Linked DNA regions of Ovis aries: region 2 is linked to region 1. Evidence: chromatin contacts called from public Hi-C data. All regions are on one chromosome and are shown on one strand. The core of a region is the stretch at or near the end of the contact, and the rest is flanking DNA. Distances in the headings are between cores, read along the strand shown. Region 1 has its middle 72 kb from the start of SYNPO. Region 2 has its middle 28 kb from the start of SMIM3.

What was found. Hi-C and Micro-C count contacts between places; a contact is called where the count stands out from the background.
Region 2: a Hi-C map of retroperitoneal adipose tissue shows a contact between it and region 1, with 4 times the contacts expected there. The contact joins two enhancer-like sites. A contact is called at or near these places in 11 of 16 Hi-C or Micro-C datasets (blood, liver, mesenteric adipose tissue and 5 more).

Annotation. Positions count from the first base shown.
Region 1 is chr5:59,665,011-59,668,451 of ARS-UI_Ramb_v3.0, forward strand. No RefSeq gene overlaps it. Among named protein-coding and RNA genes, the nearest start is that of SYNPO, 72 kb to the right of the region's middle. Within about 2 kb of position 1,636, at least 30 of the 54 cell types and tissues checked have an H3K27ac peak or open chromatin away from gene starts, as enhancers often do.
Region 2 is chr5:59,930,052-59,933,492 of ARS-UI_Ramb_v3.0, forward strand. No RefSeq gene overlaps it. Among named protein-coding and RNA genes, the nearest start is that of SMIM3, 28 kb to the left of the region's middle. Within about 2 kb of position 1,775, at least 6 of the 54 cell types and tissues checked have an H3K27ac peak or open chromatin away from gene starts, as enhancers often do.

The sequences.
Region 1 (3,441 bases), core at 386-2,885:
CTCCGACTACTTAGGCCATTCTGCACTGTTTTTCCTGGCAATGTAGCTAGCTCGCTCTCACACTGAGCTGATAACTGGCTACTTCTGAGGGAGAAGGAAATGGGGAGGGGGAAGCTTTCAAAGGGGGCTTCAGCTTTGTCCCAAGTATTCTACTAAAAAGAGAGATGTATGTATCATTTGTGGAATGAAAATGTCATAAAGGGGACTTTAAGAAACAGAAATGGGCAAAGCAGAAAATGAAGTCCAGAGAGCAGGACTGTTGTGGGATGCTCACCGTAAAAACAGCCCTGCTGCTCTCCCAGCCCACAGGCACCCAACACGCAGGGCCAGAGGCGGCCCTGGCTGTGGGGGGAATTCTTGCCTTGCTGCAGGAATCCTGAGCACCTGTCAGGCTCCTGACCTGGGGATCCTGACTCGCTGTGTGACTGTGGGTGACTCGGCTCCACATGCTCACACTAGGGAGTTGGAGTGAACATCAGTGTTGGGACAAACCCAGCCTAGCACCTGTGAAATTCATAACGTGAATCTACCCAAGAAGCAGCAGCTGCACATCCGTATTGAGGGACATTTTTGCAAAATAACTGGCCTGAACTCTCAAAATGGTTGAGGTCATGGAAGGTCAAGAAAGGCTAAGAAATGGTTCAAGGAGATTAAAGGATGCTAAAGATACTAAAGAGCCTTGGCAAATCAACCATCATTTATAATCCAGGAGAGTTCCTAGACTAGGAAAAGAGTTACTTGTAAAGAACACCATACTAACAGTTGGCAAAATGTGAATATTTTTTGTGTGGACTGGATAATACTATTTATTATACTGTTATGTAAGAGTATATCTTTGTTTTTAAGTAGTACATGCTGAAATATTGATGGGTAAAAGGGAAGAAATAAAGCTGAATTTTGACCCCTGCGTTTTCTCTAATGGGTCAAATTTATCTGGCACAGTTCAGACCGTGTCCACCAGGGGACACTGTCGCCCCACCCTCTGACAAACTAGAGTTGGTTTGAACCTCCTCTGGGAAGACTGGGCTGGTGATCAATGGTGGTGAGGTAATGAGACTATAAATAATTCAACGACAGGATTAATTAAAAACTTTCTCAGTCTGTCAGGGAGGCCTTCTGCTCGTCAAGTGCGCTCTCTCTAATCCTTGCCACAACCCTCTGAGGTAGGTATTATCCTTACTCCCACTATGTAAATGAGGAGTCTGAGATTCGGAGGGGTTGAATCATTCTGCCAGGATCACAGAGCTGGGAGTCCTTGGTCTGTGAGATTCCACTGCCTTGAGCCCCCCGGGTGGTCCTGCCTCCTGTCATGAGTCAGACTGGGGAGAACGCACTGAGCCTGCCCCTGCCCGTCTATAGGCTGAGCACTTAAAAGTGTGTGTGTGTTCCACCCATGAGTATAAAGCAAGCACAACACCGCCTACAGTGAGACCTAAGTCCAGCTCTAAACAGCAGCCCCACCCCCCTGACCTCTAACCCACCCCAACCCGCACCTCTCCAAGGGAACGACTACCACCAGTGTCTCTGGATCTTTCCGGAAATTATTTTTCAAATGTGACAGCTCAGTACACGCACATCCTCTGCTGGCTTGCCCTGCTCATGCACGCTCTGCACGGTGCTTCTTCCCTGGTACTGGACACTGTGTGGCAGGTTTTGCTGCTTTCTCAGCAGTGGATGGAGACTCTGGTATAGGCACGGAGGGGGCTCCACTCTATCAAACGTTTGGAGGAGGAGGGAGGGAGGGATAAGCTGGAGCTTAAGTTCTCTAGGAGCTGTTCCCCGTTCTAGGGAGCTGTCCCTTGGGAAGGGAAGAGGCTGTGTAGCATAGTTGCTGAAATATGCACAGATAGCAGACCTGATTTCAAATAGGTCCACACTGGTTTTGTGACCTTGGGCAAGTACCTTATGTCCCCGAGGCTGTCTTATTGGTAAAATGGGAACAGTGATGGGTGGCAGGTGCCAGGGCTGCTGTGAGGAGTAAGGCCTGCTCCACACTGAGCACTCGGTAAAGACTGATCCAGTTCTAGGCACCCGACTTTGGCGGCTCCCATGCCTTGGCCTGGGTCTGGCACTGCCACCTTTGTCCTGAGGCTGAGAAGGATGGGGCTGAAGAGCCAAGAGGAACGCCCAACGGGAAAACTCATCACGTGTGATTGTTCTCTCTGGGACCCCTGAAATCAAATCGGTTAGGTGATCTAGGACACTGAGAATGACCCCTCAAAATATACATCCCCTCAAGTACCAACTTCCCAGAAATGCAAAGGATCATAAAAGAATACTATGAACTGCATGTCAACAAATAGATGAAATGAGCAAATTCCTAGGACTACCCAAGCTACCAAAACTGACTCAAGAAGAAAGAGAAAATCCGGATAGAACTGCAGGTCTAGAGACTGGACTTCCCTGGCGGTCCAGTGGCTAAGAATCCGCCTGGCAATGCAGGGGACACGGGTTCAGTCCCTGGTCCAGGAAGATTCCACATGCTGCAGGACAACTAAGCTCACATACCACGACTAATAAGCCCATGGCCCCGGAGCCCACGCTCTGCAACCAGAGGAGCCCCAGCAGCGAGAAGCCCGCAGCGAGCTTCTGGAAAACTGCAACATCCACTCCCAATAAAAACTCTCCAGAAAGCGGGCGTTAGGGAACCTACCTAAACACGATAAAGGACATTACCAAAAATGCACAGCTAACGGCATTCTCAGTGGTGAAAAGCTGAGCGTTTCCTCTGAGACCAGGAACAAGACAAGGATGTCTTGCCACTCATACAACATAGTTTTGGAAGTCCTCACCACAGCAGTCAGAGAAGAAAAAAGGAATTCAAACTGTAAAAAAACTGTCCCTGTTTGCAGATGACAGGATATTATATGTAGAAAATCGTAAAGATAGTACCAGGAAACTGTTAGAGTATCAGTAAAGTCAGTAAAGTTGCAGGATACAAAATTAATACAGAAATCTCTTACATTCCTATACACTAATGATGAAAGAACAGAGGGAGGGAGACATTAAGGAAACAATTTTGTTAACCATCACATCAAAAAGAATAAAATAATGCCATTTGCAGGAACATAAAAGGACTGAGAGATTCTCATACTAAGTGATGCAAGTCAAAGGAAGACAAATATGATATGGTATCACTCATATGCGGAATCTAAAAAGATGGTACAAATGAACTTATTTACAAAACAAAAATAGTCACAGATGCAGAGAATGAACCTATGGTTATCAAAGGAAGGAGGAGGTTGGCAGAGAGTGATAAATTAGGAGACGTGTAGGGGGATCAACAAATACGCAATACAACATACGTAAAACATGACTAATAGGGGCCTGCTATAGAGCACAGGGAACTCGACTCAGTATTCTGTCTTAACCTGTATAAGAAAAGAATCTAAGAGTGGGTATACATATGCATATGAATAATTCACTTTGCTGTACGCCAGA
Region 2 (3,441 bases), core at 525-3,024, 270 kb after region 1:
TTAGATTCTTCACTAATTAAGCACTAAATAAACAAAGTCTTGGAAAAGGAGATAGCAACCAACTCCAGTATTCTTGCCTGGGAGATCCCATGGACAGAAAAGCCTGGCAGGCTATAGTCCATGGGGTCACAAAGAGTCGGACACGACTTATCAATTAAACAACAACAAGCAAAGCCTAAGTTTGTCCTGTCAATTCCTCACAAATTGTCTAAAAAATATAAAATCTGCTTCTTTTGTAGAAACATTAGTCATTTTACCGTTATGGACATTTAGTTTGGCTCCCATTTGGGGCTATTATGAACCGGACTATTAACACTCTTGTTTGAATCTTTTTGTGAACATGCTTTAATTTCTCTTGGATAAATGCCTGAGTAGAACTGTTTGGTCATAGGGTAAGATGTAAATTTAATTATATAACCAACCGCCAGGCAGATCTTCAAGGTGGCTGTACATTTTATACTCCTACCAGCAATGTATGAGAGTTCCAACAGAGTTACATCCTTGTCAGCATTTGGTGTAGTCATTTTTTTAGCCATTGATTTTATCATTTCTGTGAAATGAGATATCACTGTGGTTTTAATTTGCATTTCTCCATTGACTGAAAATACTGAGCACTTTTTTATAAGTTTATTAAACTACTGTTCTTTTCTGAAGTATCTGTTCAATAGTTCAAGTTTTTTGGTTATTTTTAAATATTGGGCTTTTTGTGGATTTCTAGGTATTCTTTATATAGTCTCATGCAAGTTCTTTGTTGCTACAGGTTTTGCAAATATTTTCTCTCAGCCTTGTCTTGTGGCTTGTCTTTTAATTTTTGAATGGTGCTTTGATTAGCAGACTTCTATTGGAGAAGGAAATGGCAACCCAATCCAGTATTCTTGCCTGAAGAATCCCAGGGACAGAGGAGCCTGGTGGGCTGCCATCTATGTGGCTGCACAGAGTCAGACACGACTGATGCAACTTAGCAGCAGCAGCAGCTAATTCTGATAAAACCTAACAGAATAATTATTTTATGGTTCATGCTTCTTGTGTTCTGTCCAAGAAATCCTTCTCTATCCCACGGCTATGAAACTATTCTGCTGTATTTCCTTTTAGAGGGTTTATGGTCATGGTTTTCCACTGAGGTCTATGATCCATCTCAAATTATATTAATACCTTGAAGCCAAGTGGCATAAATCTTCCCAACTTCTTTTTCAAAACTGTTTTGGCTTTTCTACATTTTTTGCATTTTTATATAAAATTAGGAGTCCACACACGAGAAATCCCAGCTAGTATTTGGTTGGGGTTACACTTAGCCCTGCTCTCCTCCCTGGTTCCTCTCATGCCATGTAGGATGAACAAAGCCCTCTGCTTCCAGCAACTGAAGTCTGGATTCTTACAGCTGGTGGCTTTTTTCCCTTTTGTGTCGGTTGAGAATAGTTTCACTGAATAGAAATTATTTAAGCAATACCCATATCAGGCCTGTAATGTTTATCAATAAGTGAATGTCTGTTTGAATGGACTGGTTTTCTTCATTGTGCTTGGAGAAGATCCAGACGAAACATGTTATCCCCACCCTAATAACTCTAAGTGTCCTTAGACTTCTGTGTATCAAATTGAAACTCCAAACTGAAGATACAGACGTTCCATGCTGCTCCTGGTCTTTTCCCGGAGCTCTCACTGCAGCTTAGTGCTTTATCAGGAGGACATCTGCGAGCTCCTGGGCCCAGCACTGGAAGGTGCTTCAGGGCTGTCCCTGCCATTGAGAGTCTAGGCCCAAGTACACTGTATTTGGCAGCAGTAGGTGCTGGAGGTTTTCTGTTCTATGGACCAAAGTTCAAGCCACTCCTCATTCTTCCTCCTGTGGAGGTGGGAGGAATTGCTTTTCTCTTTGTATTTCTTGCTGGGTGTATCCAGCCACTTAGGTCTAGAGAGGCTGCCTGAAAAGTGGCAGGTTGTGGAGTCATCTCCCGAAGTCTTGAAGCTCAGCCCTGCAACTTGTAATCCTTCACCTTCAGGACCCTGAGACAGCTTCCAGCAGAGGGGTGCTGCTGTTTTTGTCTGGAGACAGAATAAGTTCATTGACTCCTATATGATGACCTCTGAGAGTAGCCTTTTTCACAAATCCCTCTCATGTGCGGAGCTTTGGGATACTGAATTTTTCTGGGGGGAGGGCACACTTATACTAAAGATCCTTGACCAGTCCCTGAACCAAGAAGAAATGATGACCATTAAGGAGTTGAAGAAATTATTTCAGCCAGGCCTATCATTTCTTACAAGCACATAAAGTTACTTTTTTGTGAATTTCTGTGAACTAAAGTTTCAATACTGTGAATAATAACACAACCCAAAGAGATCTCAATTGCAGTATATTCATCAGATATGATCAGATGGTGAATGTCCAGCTACTGATGGGAAGGTGGGGGACAGGAGTCCTCAGTCACTGATGACACACACTGGGCTCTCAAAACATGAGTTAATTCAATTACAACTGGACTCCCAGAAAACAGAAGCTGAGAGGACTCTGCACAATGTTTAGCTCAAAGAGAGGTTGGGATGAATCTCGCTCTGATCAGGAAGAGTGCAGTAATTAAAACTGGTGGAGGCAGGAGACTAGCCTCTGAATGCAGGCAGTCAAGGGGGAGGAGGCGGGCAGAGTGGTGGGCAAGGCCGCAAAGGGAGGGGGGACTGCCTCGTAGCTGCAGATCACCCCTTAGTTCTGCTTCAACACACACTTTGTCAGTATGTCTGTAAATGCCCCCTATTGTCATTATCTCCATTTCTTCCAACACTTCAGTTTTTCTTTAATTATATCTCTAATTCTCATTTTTTCATTTAACTCCTGAATTTTTGGATTTGCTAAGTTATGGTTTTTCAACTCATGTTCAGTGTGATTTAGTAGTTGAAAACATTGACCTTGAACCAGATGGCCTTGCTTTCATCCACAGGCTATTGCAGCTATTAGCTGTGATCCCTGGGCAACTCTCTGGGCCTCAGTTTCATCATCTGTAAGATTAAAATGATGATATTAATAGTATGAACCTCTAAATGGTATATGTGAATACCAAATAAGGTATATACATAAAGAGATTTAGAAGAATAATTGTTTCTATATAAGTGTTTGTGATTATTATTACATTACTTGTTATCTAGAAACTCAAATAGTTCTGATTGTATTATTATTTTGTTTGGGAACTGCAAAGAATGCCTATCCATTTGTCAGTCATCTTTATGCAAAGGAAGTACCCCAGGATAGCAATCTTGGTTGTGGTGTTGAAACAGTAGTAGCTGGATCAAAAGTAGGAGAAAGAAGGAAGGTTCAGAATTTACTTTGATCTTAAAACACTAGAGAAAAACTTGAGTGAACAGAATGCAAGGTGGTGGGCCCACGATTGTTACCACCTGCTTTGCTCCTTGCTTTCTCCATCTTCCTCCCACTTCCTCTCCTTTGATTCTATTCCTCTC